2 separate regions of the Sus scrofa genome follow, and region 1 is linked to region 2. A link is a contact called in public Hi-C data. All regions are on one chromosome and are shown on one strand. The core of a region is the stretch at or near the end of the contact, and the rest is flanking DNA. Distances in the headings are between cores, read along the strand shown. Region 1 has its middle 390 kb from the start of PROX1. Region 2 has its middle 110 kb from the start of PROX1.

Evidence for each region. A called contact is a pair of places that touch in the nucleus more often than the background predicts.
Region 1: a contact with region 2 is called in a Hi-C map of heart right ventricle, with 2.7 times the contacts expected there. The contact joins two enhancer-like sites. A contact is called at or near these places in 2 of 47 Hi-C or Micro-C datasets (fetal heart ventricle and heart right ventricle).

The regions. Positions count from the first base shown.
Region 1 is chr9:129,958,888-129,965,138 of Sscrofa11.1, reverse strand. No RefSeq gene overlaps it. Among named protein-coding and RNA genes, the nearest start is that of PROX1, 390 kb to the right of the region's middle. Within about 2 kb of position 3,163, at least 3 of the 83 cell types and tissues checked have an H3K27ac peak or open chromatin away from gene starts, as enhancers often do.
Region 2 is chr9:129,460,278-129,466,268 of Sscrofa11.1, reverse strand. No RefSeq gene overlaps it. Among named protein-coding and RNA genes, the nearest start is that of PROX1, 110 kb to the left of the region's middle. Within about 2 kb of position 4,523, at least 2 of the 83 cell types and tissues checked have an H3K27ac peak or open chromatin away from gene starts, as enhancers often do.

The sequences.
Region 1 (6,251 bases), core at 1,914-4,413, 500 kb before region 2:
GAGAATGTATTGAGTATATGAACGAAGGGGCTGCAATTGTAAGGTGCAAGTGAAAGCTGAGGGGGACCCCTGTTTGACAGGGGCGTTTGGCGTAAACGTCTTAATTCTTCTGGGCTGTCATGTACTATCCATAAATATGTGAGGTCAACCCTCTTCTCCAGTGGCTTTGGGATCCTCCTTCCAGGCAAAAACGGAGCCCAAACAAGCATGGTCTCCATCTCTTATTGGCCCCAAACACCTCACATCCTTCCCGACTGCGTGGAACACGACTCTTAAGCTTTGTCAGCCAGGGTCATGTCGTCGAAGGTAAATATGTCTTTACATCACCAAGAACATTTCAACATTGATGTAAACATTTGAACCACTTAACCTATTTATTTTAAATGACAGCTTGATATAGTCAGTGGGGCTTCTAGAGGTTTAAAGTCGGAAGGATGGTTTTGGGGCTAGAGGCACAATGGAATTCTGGAAACTACTTTGGATTGGGATGAGGAGGCGGGAACAGAGAAGTTAAGTACTTTGGTCAGGGTCACATAGCTCAACATGACGAGGCTTTTTCAAACTTCACAAAGTATTACAAAATCAGTTTTACTGAGTTATAATTCACAGACCATAAAATGCACCCACTGTGCAGAGGTTGAAGAGTTTCCACAAATACAATAAAATGCACCCACTGTGTGGAAGCTGAAGAGTTTCAACAAAAATAATTTTGCCTCCAAAATCAAGATACAGGACATTTTCATCACTTTCACATGTTCCCTCATGCCCCTTTGCAGTCCACTCCCCCATCCCTGACCTAGGCATCTGGGGATCTGCTTTCTGTCACTATCGATTAGTTTTGCTTTTTCTAGAATTTCCTTTGAAAGGAATGATATAATATGTAGTCATCCATGTCTGGATTTTTTTCCGCTTAGCATATTGTTTTGAGATTTACCCTTTTGTATCACTACGTTGTTGGTTTTTGTGGCTGAGGAGCCTTCCATTGTGTGGAGAGCCCACATTTGTTCATTCAGTCACCAGTGGATGGGCTCTGGGCTGTTCCACATTTGGGGCTACTATGAATAATGCCGCTCTGAGTGCTTGTGTGCCGGTTTTTGTGTGGACATGTTTTCCTTTCTCTTGAGTAACGTTCTAGGAGTGGGACCGCTGGCTTCTATAGTAAATGCATGTTTCACTGTACAAGAGGCTGTCCAACTGCTTTTCCAAGGGGTTGCACCATTTTCCATTGCAAGCAACAGTGTGAGGCTTTGACTGTGGCGTTTAGTTCTGAGCTAAGGTCCCCTGATTGTGAAATCCAGGGCCTTTCTCCCATACCAGGTATGTTCCCAAAGCTGAGTGTATGTATGAACCGTTCAGGGAGTTTGTTACAAATGTGGATTCTAGGAACCCATCCCCCAGAGTATTGATTCGGTAGGCCTGGAGTAGAGCTTGGGAATTTGCATTTTTAACAAGCAGCCCCAGAAGTTTGGGGGTGCTGCTGGTCCATAGAACACTCTTCGAGAAAAGGTGCTGTGGGGTTCATGAGATTTTCCAGAGAAAATCCCCCCGGACAGAGACATCTGGTATTCTAACAGGGAAGTGGCTGCACTTAACAAATGCCAACATCTGCCTTGTCCAGCTGTTTCTCTAGCACCATTATCCATGGATGCTCTAGATGAAGAGATAAATGACGAGGAATGGTGGAAATTTTCCAAACCTTTCTGAAGTGACTTTGAAATGTGTGTTCAGGCTTTTTTTTTTTTTTTTTCCAATATTCTGCTCTAGGAATTCATGTCAAGCAAATAGAGAGGCTGCATTTTGAGGAGAGAAATCAGGAATTGCTGGGAAGCTGTGTAGTTCCCCTGGCTGCTGAAGTCCGACAGGATACCGGCTATGTGCTTTGATAAGATGAGTGGTTCTCAAATGTCCTGTGCACACGAATCTCTCAGGGCACGTGTTGCCCTGTGGAGCTTGGAAGGGTTCCCACTGGGAAACTGCATTTGCTTTGCCACTCCAGGTAGAGCCCATGATGCTGGCAGGCCCTGAATCTTGCTTAAATACTGAAAGAAACCAGTGTTTCTTAGTCTGTCTCCAGAGCAGGGGGAAATCATCAACTGTCTTGGTTCCAAAGGATTGCAGACAGACAGAAGTTTGGTTTTTGATATTGTTATTCTTAGTATCTGTAGTCTTTTTATTTTTTTAATTTATTTATTCTTTTGACCACAATTGCGGCAAGCAGAAGTTCTGGGGCCAGGGATTTGAACCCAAACCCATGGCAATGACAATGCCAGGTTCTTAACCTGGCTAGGCCACCAGGGAACTCGTATCTGTAGTCTTTTCAGTTGCTAGGAGGATGTCGTGGGTAAGAAACTGGCCCTTAGAATTAAACCTTCAACTCTGCCAATTACTAGGTATGTGGTCTTGGGCTAGTTCTCTCCTATCCCGAGCCTCAGTTGCCTCATCTGTAAAGTGGCAATAATAATAGCCATTTGATTCACTGTTCTCAACTGTCAGTGGCTGCGAAGGTTGTTTGAAATCCTGCCCAAGGCCTGCATCCATCTGGCACTGGGTGAATGTCAGCAGAAACAGCAGTGTCCCCTGCCCTCATCCCCGTGGCCCCTGTTGGTCCAGGGCTGCGAACGGTGAACCCTCATCACGCATGACCTGGTCTGCCGAGCTCCAGGGGGCTGGCCTCTCCCCGCTTCCGACGGGGCTGTGCATGGGTGAAGCATTTATTCCACACCCCCCTCTTCTCCCAGGGGAATGAGAAGTGGCCCCCTCCCCCTAAGCCCTCAGCCCCGCGGGCCTCCACCATCTCCCCAGGGAGCCAGAGCTTATTGCTACTTGTCACTTCTTATCTGATCTCCAAGCAACAAAGGCAACTCCTGCCCAGTGAAGGTCTGATTGTAAGTGACCTTCAGACACCCGGGCGTGTGAATGTGTGAGAACAGCCCGGGCCGGCACAAGGAATCCGTCTTCTCCCAGCTCTGCCTCGCTCTGCTCTGTGGATGGAGTCCTGCCCTTCTCCCCACCCCCACCCCACCCCGCCTCTGGGGGGCCTCCCGGAGTTCGCCCTCCTTCCTGAAGCTTCCGAAGCCCAGGAAACTGTCTGCAGGTGGAGAGGGGAGCAGCTCAAAGTGCCCTGTGCAGAGGGTCCTATGGGAACAAAGAGCAGGTGCCCAGGATGCTCTTGTGATCAGGGGCCAGGGGCTGCATTTTTCCAGAGCTCCTCAGCCTCAGGTAGGGATGGGATGCACTGAATTGGAACAATTCGGGAGAACACTCTTTCTTGGGGATCCTTTGCTCCCGCTCTGAAGTGCATTCCCCGCCCCTCCCCTTTGCCATACACGGTGACCTTGGCCTGTCTGCCAACACTCAACATCGTGAGGCTTTATAAACCTCATATCTCAGAAGGGGCTGACATTACATTACAAGAGGATCTGTAAACCTCCCCGGGATGACTGATGTCTTTTTTAAACAACAGACCAAGACTTCATTTAAATTAGTAACATGGAGATTAGAGGCTCTCTCAGCCCCTGGCTCAGCCATGCCGGGACGCTGGGAATATCAGTCACATGAAAGCTGTTAAGTTTGAGATGGAAATAAATCTGGGAGCCTGTAAAAACTGTCAGCAGGTCAGGGAAGTTTATGAACTCTTGCTGTATCTAATCATAAATCATCAGAATAAGCTAAAACTGAGAAGAAAAATGTCCTCTTTTGTAATCTAATGCTGTCTGTTAGGGCAATAAAACTCAAATGAAATGCATGCATTGCAATTTTTAGCTGATACTTTACATTATTAGCAAAGTGAAGGAAGAGACTCAACTTAAGAGAATGAGACAGATGAGGGGAAGGCCACCATCCTTCTAAGGCTCCGGGAAGTCAGTGCTCTGCCTTTGTGGTTCTTTCGTCCCCTCCTACCTCCTTGGGCTTCAGAACCAGGAAGTAGGTGGTACAGATGCCAGGGACTTGGGTGCTGAGAGACAGGTAAGGAGCATCCTGGTGGTGGTGGTGGCCTTGAGAGGTCACGTGGCCAGTCCTCAGCTCCCAGGGGGGTTCCCACACTGCCCTTGTTGACCCAGTCCACGTTCCCACGCTTTCAGACTGCAGAAGGTGGCAGGTGTGTGCCAGATTCCCTTGTTCTCATCAGCCTGGATGTGTGCCCTAATTCTCCAGACCCTTTTGGGGGTGACTCACTGACAAGCCAGTTTCTTAGGCACTGCTCTGTATCCCTGGAAACCCTCTGTGATAACTCCCGTATCTCACGCCTTTCTCCCATTGCCTGCTGTGTTTGATGGGAAAGATCTCCTTTTGCCTTTATGTTTGCTGGGACCTGCCCGGGGATTGACAGAGCCCCAAGCAGGCATGGAAGTTGTACGAGCATCAGGGCTGTTTTATTTATGTCAGCTATTTATTGAGTGCCCGATCTGTGTTGGGTGCCAGAGACCTAAAGGGAAATAAGTCAGTATTCCACAAGAGGGTGGGGATGGGAGGAAGGAGAGGCAGCCCTGGGTTCCTGCTCTATATATCAAGGGTGGCATCCACCTTGCTATGGCCCCTCATCATTGACCTCCCTCAACACTGGGAAGGGATGATAGGCTGGAGATGGAGTGGGGCGAGGGACACAGAGATGGCAGGCAAGGTGCCTTCAGGAAGACGAAGGGTTTTCATGAAGTTGGTGGTGAACCGCCGTCATCCATGTCTGCTGATAACTCTGGAAGGGAAATAGCTTACTCAATGCTTTGGCCACTGTAGGCATTAGAGTATTTGATAAATAAGAGAATGAATGGATTAAATGGGTTTAAGGCAGAGCGATGGAGGTTTTGATTGGCTATATGGCGGAACTTCTGGATCTTTGAAATGTTCAAACATTGGAATAAGGGAGCCTGAGGAACTTGAGAAGACCGCCCCCCCCCACTTCCCTGAAGATCATCCAGGAAATATGAAATGCCCATTTGTCTGAGTTTAGATGTCCTCCTGCGAGAAGGCAAAAGTCCGAGCAAGCAAACCTCTGGGAGTCTCATTCAGCACACCTCTCTGCCCGCTCCTCAGCTGAACTGTAGGGTGGCAGCTCCTCCAAGCATCTCCCCTGTGCTCTGCCCCAAAGCAGCATCGCCCTGGGCTCTAGTCACCTGTGCTCTGTGGTTCCCTCTCCCAGCGGAAATGGAGCAAAGGGTAGATTCCTCTGCAGGAGGTACTTCTCTTTGGAGGGATTAGCGTGGGAGGTGGTCATCCCCCCTTGCTCTCAGACTGGGGGACATAGATGAGCCTTGAAAGAATGAACGTTCCAGAGTAGGTTCCCCAAAGTAAACAACAGATGAGGGAATTTCAAAAGTAGGCCACTTCTAGGTCTCTCAGGAGCATAGGGGAAGCAGCCCTTGGTTTGGCCTCTTAGAGCAGAGGAGGGAGGCGGTGGGTGGTCTCAGCAGAGGCTTAATGCCTCCGGAGACCTCCTTCCCCAGTGGATCATCAGGCTTGAGTCATCTGTGGGTTTCCAGGTGGCCTGGGACCCCTGAGTTAGACTCACCTGCACTTACTTAAATCTAGCTGTTTCCTTGAGGCAGCATGCACATCAGAAGAGAACATTCAAAGGGAAATTTGCCTTGACGGATGCGCCTCCATTTCCTGTTAATTTACACATGTGCATTTTTAGTTTAGCTTCTTGGTGGTCCTAGGAAGAGGGGAGAGGGTTGGTTGGTCAAGGACTATTCTCTTACTTTTATAAGTGGGGAAACCAAGAGCTTGCTTAAGAAAAACTAGTAAGTGGCACAACTCTGCCTAAAACCCAGGTCTCTTTGCTCTCAGATCATGTGCCCTCCATTATATCATACCACCTGTCGGTCTTCTAGGAGTCTCTTGGTCCGAAAGATCAAAGAGTGATGTGAGCTGAAAAAGGGGATTGGCTTGCTGCCCAGAAGTTGGAGGTTATCAAGCGAGGGACTGAAAGATGGGCAGCAAGACGGAATTCACATGTATTTTGTGGGTTTGTGTTTTTGCTTTATTTTGGCGATGAGTTGACTGTGCATGCGTGTGTGTGTGTTTGTGTGTGTAGACCAGAATGAGGGAGGGAGAGGTGATAACATTACAAAATGTAACTCTTTGTAAAGAATTAGAGAAACTTCCAGTACCCTCCTGACTTGGGAAGACTATTTGCCATGCTATCACCCACTGTTGTATTTCCTGGGACCAAACAAAAGAAACTGATACTTTACTTCTAGGGAATGTGAAAAGTAGGAGACCCAAAGATGCCACAGCAGTCCACTTAGGTAGGC
Region 2 (5,991 bases), core at 3,274-5,773:
AAAATCCTACTGAGATAGCTCCCATTCTTCTTTCCGATCTTTGAAATCTAGTGTGTGTTATTCACTTACAGTCTTTCTCAGGGCAGAGGCCACCACGTGTGACAAGTGACCACATTATTAGACAGTGTAGCTCGAGACCATCTAGCCTAGCCCCTCATTTGAAGAAGGGACACAGAGGCTCAAAGAGGTTTTATGAATTGTCCTTCTAAGTCACAAAATCAGGACTGGAATCCAAAATACTTGACACCTGGGTTAAACCCTAACCCTTCCCTTTATCAGTTGTGTCACTCAGGGAAAGTTGCCTTACGGCTCTGAGCGTCACCTTCTTTTTCTACAAAATAGAGATAAGAACACATCTCACAAGTTGTGCAAAGGATTAAATAAGAGAATGGATGTACAGCCCATAGCAAGCTCTGGCTCGATGCAATAAACAAGTTACCAGAATGGACTTCACCAAAACACTGCCTGCCTGCCTTTCATCCAATCTCAGTCTAATCTATGCAGGAGGCAGAGAGGGGGCAGCCCCCCACTGCCCACCCCAGCTTTGGATATGGCCTTAGTCAAGCCAGCAAGAGCCATGTCATGATACTACCTACACATGCCCATCAAAGCTTTAGCACAGCTCTTCCTGTTTCCAAGTTAGACAACAGAAAGGGGATTTTCCTTTCAAGATTCTCTTTATAAAAGAATCATGATGAATTTTTAAAATTTCAGCAAGAAGAACAAAGTCATAGGAAGAAAGCCATTAAGTGCCCCACCCACCCCAGTCCCTGGTGACCCTGAGGGCCCTTGACTCACCCCGCTTCCCTATTGACTCTCCTTGCCCCGCCAGAAGCCACAGTGCTGCTCAAAAGGAGATAATGTCATTTGTTGACATTTCCCAGGTGACAACAAAGTCAAGCCCTCTTTTAGGGATCTGAGTCTTTGCATATAATTAGCAGATCAAATTACCCTCCGGGAATTGAGGCTTGGCATTCCTCATTGTCTGGAGGAAGCACAGCCTTCAGAGAAAGGGGGTGGAGACTGAACAACCTATACCTCTCTGGGCCTTTCTTCAGGTAAGGATCTCAGAGGGATCAGTGAATAAGAGAGGAGCACAGGGCCCAGGCTCTACTTCACGTTTGTCCTCAGAACTTACTTCTGAGGACACATCCTTGGGCCCTTAGCGCATAAACTGAGATCAGCAAATAAAATATTTCACTCTCAATTAACAGGTATTTTTAGGAGTTCTCGTTGCAGCTCAGTGGGTTAAGAACCCAGCTAATGTCCATGAGTATTCAGGTTTGACCCCTGGCTTCACTCAGTAGGTTAAAGGACCTGGCATTGCATGAGCTGCGGTGTAGGTCGCAGACGAGGCTTGGATCTGGCATTGCTGTGGCTGTGGCATAGGCTGGTGGCTGCAGCTCTGATTTGATCCCTAGCCTGGGAACTTGCATATGCCACAAGTGTGGCCCTAAAAATTGGAAAAAAAAAAAAAATCAAAGCAGATATCTTTAGCATCCTACCATTTGGAAAATGCTTGGCTAAAATTTTTTTTTTTTTTTTTTTTGTCTTTTTAGCTATTTCTTGGGCCGCTCCCGAGGCAAATAGAGGTTCCCAGGCTAGGGGTCAAATCGGAGCTGTAGCCACGGGCCTACGCCAGAGCCACACAACGCGGGATCCGAGCCGCGTCTGCGACCTACACCACAGCTCAAGGCAACGACGGACGGATCGTTAACCCACTGAGCAAGGGCAGGGATCGAACCCGCAACCTCATGGTTCCTAGTTGGATTCGTTAACCACTGCGCCACAATGGGAACTCCCTAAAAATTATTTTTAAATTTCAAGAAATTCCTAATCAGTTTTGGAAGAAAATGTGGAAGAAATAAGTTTATGTAATATAGATAGCAATGTGATATAATATGTATATTTGTGATATTAATTATTGATATATAGTTATATTTATGTAAGTATCAATAGAATATTAGGTTGTTAACTAAGCGAACTAAAGATCCTCAGCCACAGTGCTTGGGAAAGAAGAGGTGTGGCATGACATTAGGCTGGAGGGGTTTCTGTTTTTGTTTTAAATTTGTATAATGTGATACGTTGATAAGTTACAATATATTTAGCTTTAAACAGGAAGGAAATTTTGAGACAACCTTCAAAATGCATGAATCTCGAAGATAAGACTGGCTAAGTGAAATAAAGCCAGTCTCAAAAAGAAAAACATACTCTGATCCCACTTACACACTTAGCAGTGTCCAGTCTTTACAGACAGAAGGAAGGATGGTTCCCCAGGCTGGGAATTGGTACAAATAGTGTTTAATGGGTAAATGGGTCCAGAGGGTTTTATGCAAAAGACAAAAGACATAGGTAAAGGCTTTGGGGAGGAGGTAGATTTTGAGACCTCAGTTGAGTCTAAATGAGATGGACAGAAATTCCGCAGGACGGTGTACAGAGGTAACAGGAGGCGAAGTTCAAAGGAAGGGAAGCTGTGGCACGTGGGGGTGGTTGGAAGGCTGGGTAAGGTTGATGGGGAGGTCGGTGGAGAGGCGGGTTCTGCCCTGTTGGTCAATGGCATGCCCCCGCTTGAAAGCCAGGCTTTGGAGGTACAGTCCCATATTTTAATTTTGTAATAACCAGGTTCCATACTGGGAGACTAGCTACAAGAAACATTGACCCTTCCTCTCCCACTTCTGGCCACACAGAGACTCAATAGCATGGGGGATACAGATTTGACCTTGAGGTACAGAGTCAATAAGAGGAGCAAGAAGTATAAAAGTGAAGAGTGGGTGATGGTACATTGGAAGTCCACTAAGAAAAGAATCACTGCCACTAGGATCTTAGGAATCTGAGAACTTTTTTTTTTAACAGTATGCATTTATTTATTTATTTGTTTTTTAGGGCCGCACCCGTGGCATATGGGAGTTCCCAGGCTAGGGGTCCAATTGGAGCTGCAGCTGCTGGCCTACGCCACAGTCACAACAACGCAGGATCTGAGCAGCATCTGCAACCTACACCACAGCACACTCATGGCAGCTCTTGGCAGGATCCCTAACCCACTGAGCAAGCCCCAGGATTGAACCTGCATCCTTATGGATACTAGTCAGGTTTGTTACTGCTGAGCCACAACAGGAAATCCTCTGAGAACTTTTGATAAGTGTCATTGTACTGCATTTGCACACAGGGTTGGGCTTCCTGAAAAGTACATTATGGAGGGGCTGGGAAACCCAGGGATGAATGGGCAGGCCATCTCCACAAAACCTGGGGCCGTTTTAGCTATACGGACTTTCTTTGCTTTGCTTTTTAAGCAATTTCATGGTATCCTTACTTTACCCCACATGGAATGTCAATTCACCCAAGGTACTTTGGCTCACATTTTATTGTTCTGATAGCTCCTTCACTTGGTTTTGCAAAATAAACACCTATCACGGGAGCGGATCCTAATTACTTCCTGCCCTTTTGGTACCTCATCTATGCCCCCTCTTTATTTTTCTGGCCACTCCCACAGCATGTGAAAGTTCCCAGGCCAGGCATCCAACCCATGCCACAGCACCAACCCGAGCCTCGGCAGTGACAACACCAGATCCTTAACCTGTTGCTCCACAAGGGAACTCCTCGGTGGCCCTTCTTTTAAATAATGTTTGCACTTTCAGACTTCTTTGTTCCTTCTTACAGAGGTTTTCTTTAGAGTCTTGGCCATATCCACGGCATATGGGCATTCCCAGGCCAGGGGGCAAATTGGAGCTACAGCTGCCAGCCTCCACCACAGCCACAGCAATGCAGGATCTGAGCCATGTCTGCAACCTACACTACAGCTCCTGGCAACGCTGGATCCTTAACCCACTGAGCAAGGCCAGGGATCCAACCTGCGTCCTCATGGACACTGGTCAGATTCATTTCCACTGAGCCACAACAGGAACTCCCTTCTTTCCTTTATTTTTAGGTCTGCACCTGAGGCATATGAAGGTTCCCAAGCTAGGGATTGAATTGGAGCTATAGCTGCTGGCCTACACCACAGCCACAGCGACACAGGATCCAAGCCGCATCTGTGACCTACACCCCAGCTCACAGCAGTGCTGGATCCTTAGCCCACTGAGCAGGGCCGGGGATGGATACGAGTCAGATTCGTTTCCGCTGAGCCATGACAGGAACTCCTGGTTTTGCATTTTTTTAAGAAACTTTAAAAGCCAACTTATCCAGTTAGCTGCCCTGGGCCTCAAAAAATCTTCCCAATGAACCTTCTCTCATTCCCTGACAAACATCTTTGCCGTCTGCAAATGGTGCTGACAAAGGAAAATCAAATTAGGATGGTAGCCCCAGAATCCCGTCACAAGAGGGTGTTCGAGTGGCTTTTTCATCCTCCGACTGGGATCCTGCTTGAGCTATTAGCACTTTTCCTAAGAGCAGACCACTTGCTGAAGTTCCACCTGAAACAGAAAAAGCCCATGTCGGCCAAAGACGGCCATTCCCTTCGCCCTGGGTTGTCTTCCCCTTGGCTGGAGAACTGAAATCAGATGAGCTGCTGACATCTGGTGGTTGCTAAGCAGAGTGTAAGCTCCGTCTTAGAAGGACTTCTACCGCGGATTCCAATAACCTCCCCAGCCTCCAAGGCCTGGAGACGTCCTCTCAACCCAAGAACATTTTGATATATCTGAAGGGAAAGCAAGAAGGCGAGCTAAGACGCACAGGGAAGGATCCCTCGCGGCACTGAGATGCGGTGTGTTGGCCGCAGGAAGGAAAAGCGAAAAGTCAGCATCCCTGGAAGCTTCCCATATGCCTTGGACTGGGACCCAGATTTGACTCGGTCCCCCCACACCTGATGAGTCACGGAAGGTGAGAAACACAGGGGACCCCTTTTTGGTGAAATGTAACGTTTTCGTTGCAGCTGGAAATAATTCTCCTTCTATTCATTTTCCCCTTTGCTCTCAAACGTTTTAAAAAGCTCTCCATTTGTTTGGGGCCATAGCGTGGAGAGTGGCTTCCAGAACATTCCAAATTCTTCACCTCGTCTGTTCCTCAGCAGGTTGAGTGAAACTGGGAGCTAGTGGAAGGGCAGTGAACCTCAGAGCTTGCTCTCAAGAGTTTTTTGAACTCCATCTTCAGAGAGAAATGTGGGCTCTTGGCTCTGGATGGGACAAAGGCGTCCACTAATGGCATGCCCAGAGCCTAGAGGTATGTGAGCAATTCCAAAATTAGAGACTGCACAGGAAGGCTTCCCAAAAGCTGCAGGCAGAAAGGAGATTAGTCACTGTTCTGAAAAGCTGTGTGATTTCTTCCTAGCTCTGATCAGGAAATAAATATATTATGTCCATTTATTTGCTTTCTTGGTTTTTTGTATTATGTCCTCTTCATTTTGCCTTCTCTACTCAACACTCTCACCCCCTCAACTAGAAAGCAAACTTGAGAGCAGGAATTTTGTCTCTTGTTCACTCTTTATATCCCCAACATCTGAAACATTGTTTAGTATGTAGTAAAAAATCCTCAAATATTTGTTTGGTGAAAAAAAGAGGGGGAGGGGAGTTCCTGTTGTGGCTCAGTGGGTTAAGAACCTGATAGTATCCATGAGGATGCTGGTTCAATCCCTGGCCTTGCTCAGTGAGTTAAGGATCTGGCGTTGCCGTGAGTCGTGGTTGAGATTGCAGACGCAGCTTGGGTCCCGCGTTGCTGTGGCTATGGTGTAAGCTGGCAGCTGCAGCTCCAATTGGACCCCTAGCCTGGGGACCTCCGTATGCTGCAGGTGCTGCCCTAAAAATTAAAGAAGGGGGGCAAGACGTTCCCATAGTTCTTCCTAAAATCAGCTGAGAGTCTCTACTTAAACTTCCTTCACTCTAGGAAGCCCCCAGGACAGTCACATGCGGGGACACCACCAAGACACCACAGTGGCTCTATGTTTGCCTCATTGATTGACAGTCGAGCAAAGGGCAGACACCCAGAGGCCAACCAGAGCACCTCCAAGGGTTCCTGGAGGGTGACTGTCGTTGGCAGGAATGAAGGCTGCCTTCACCACCG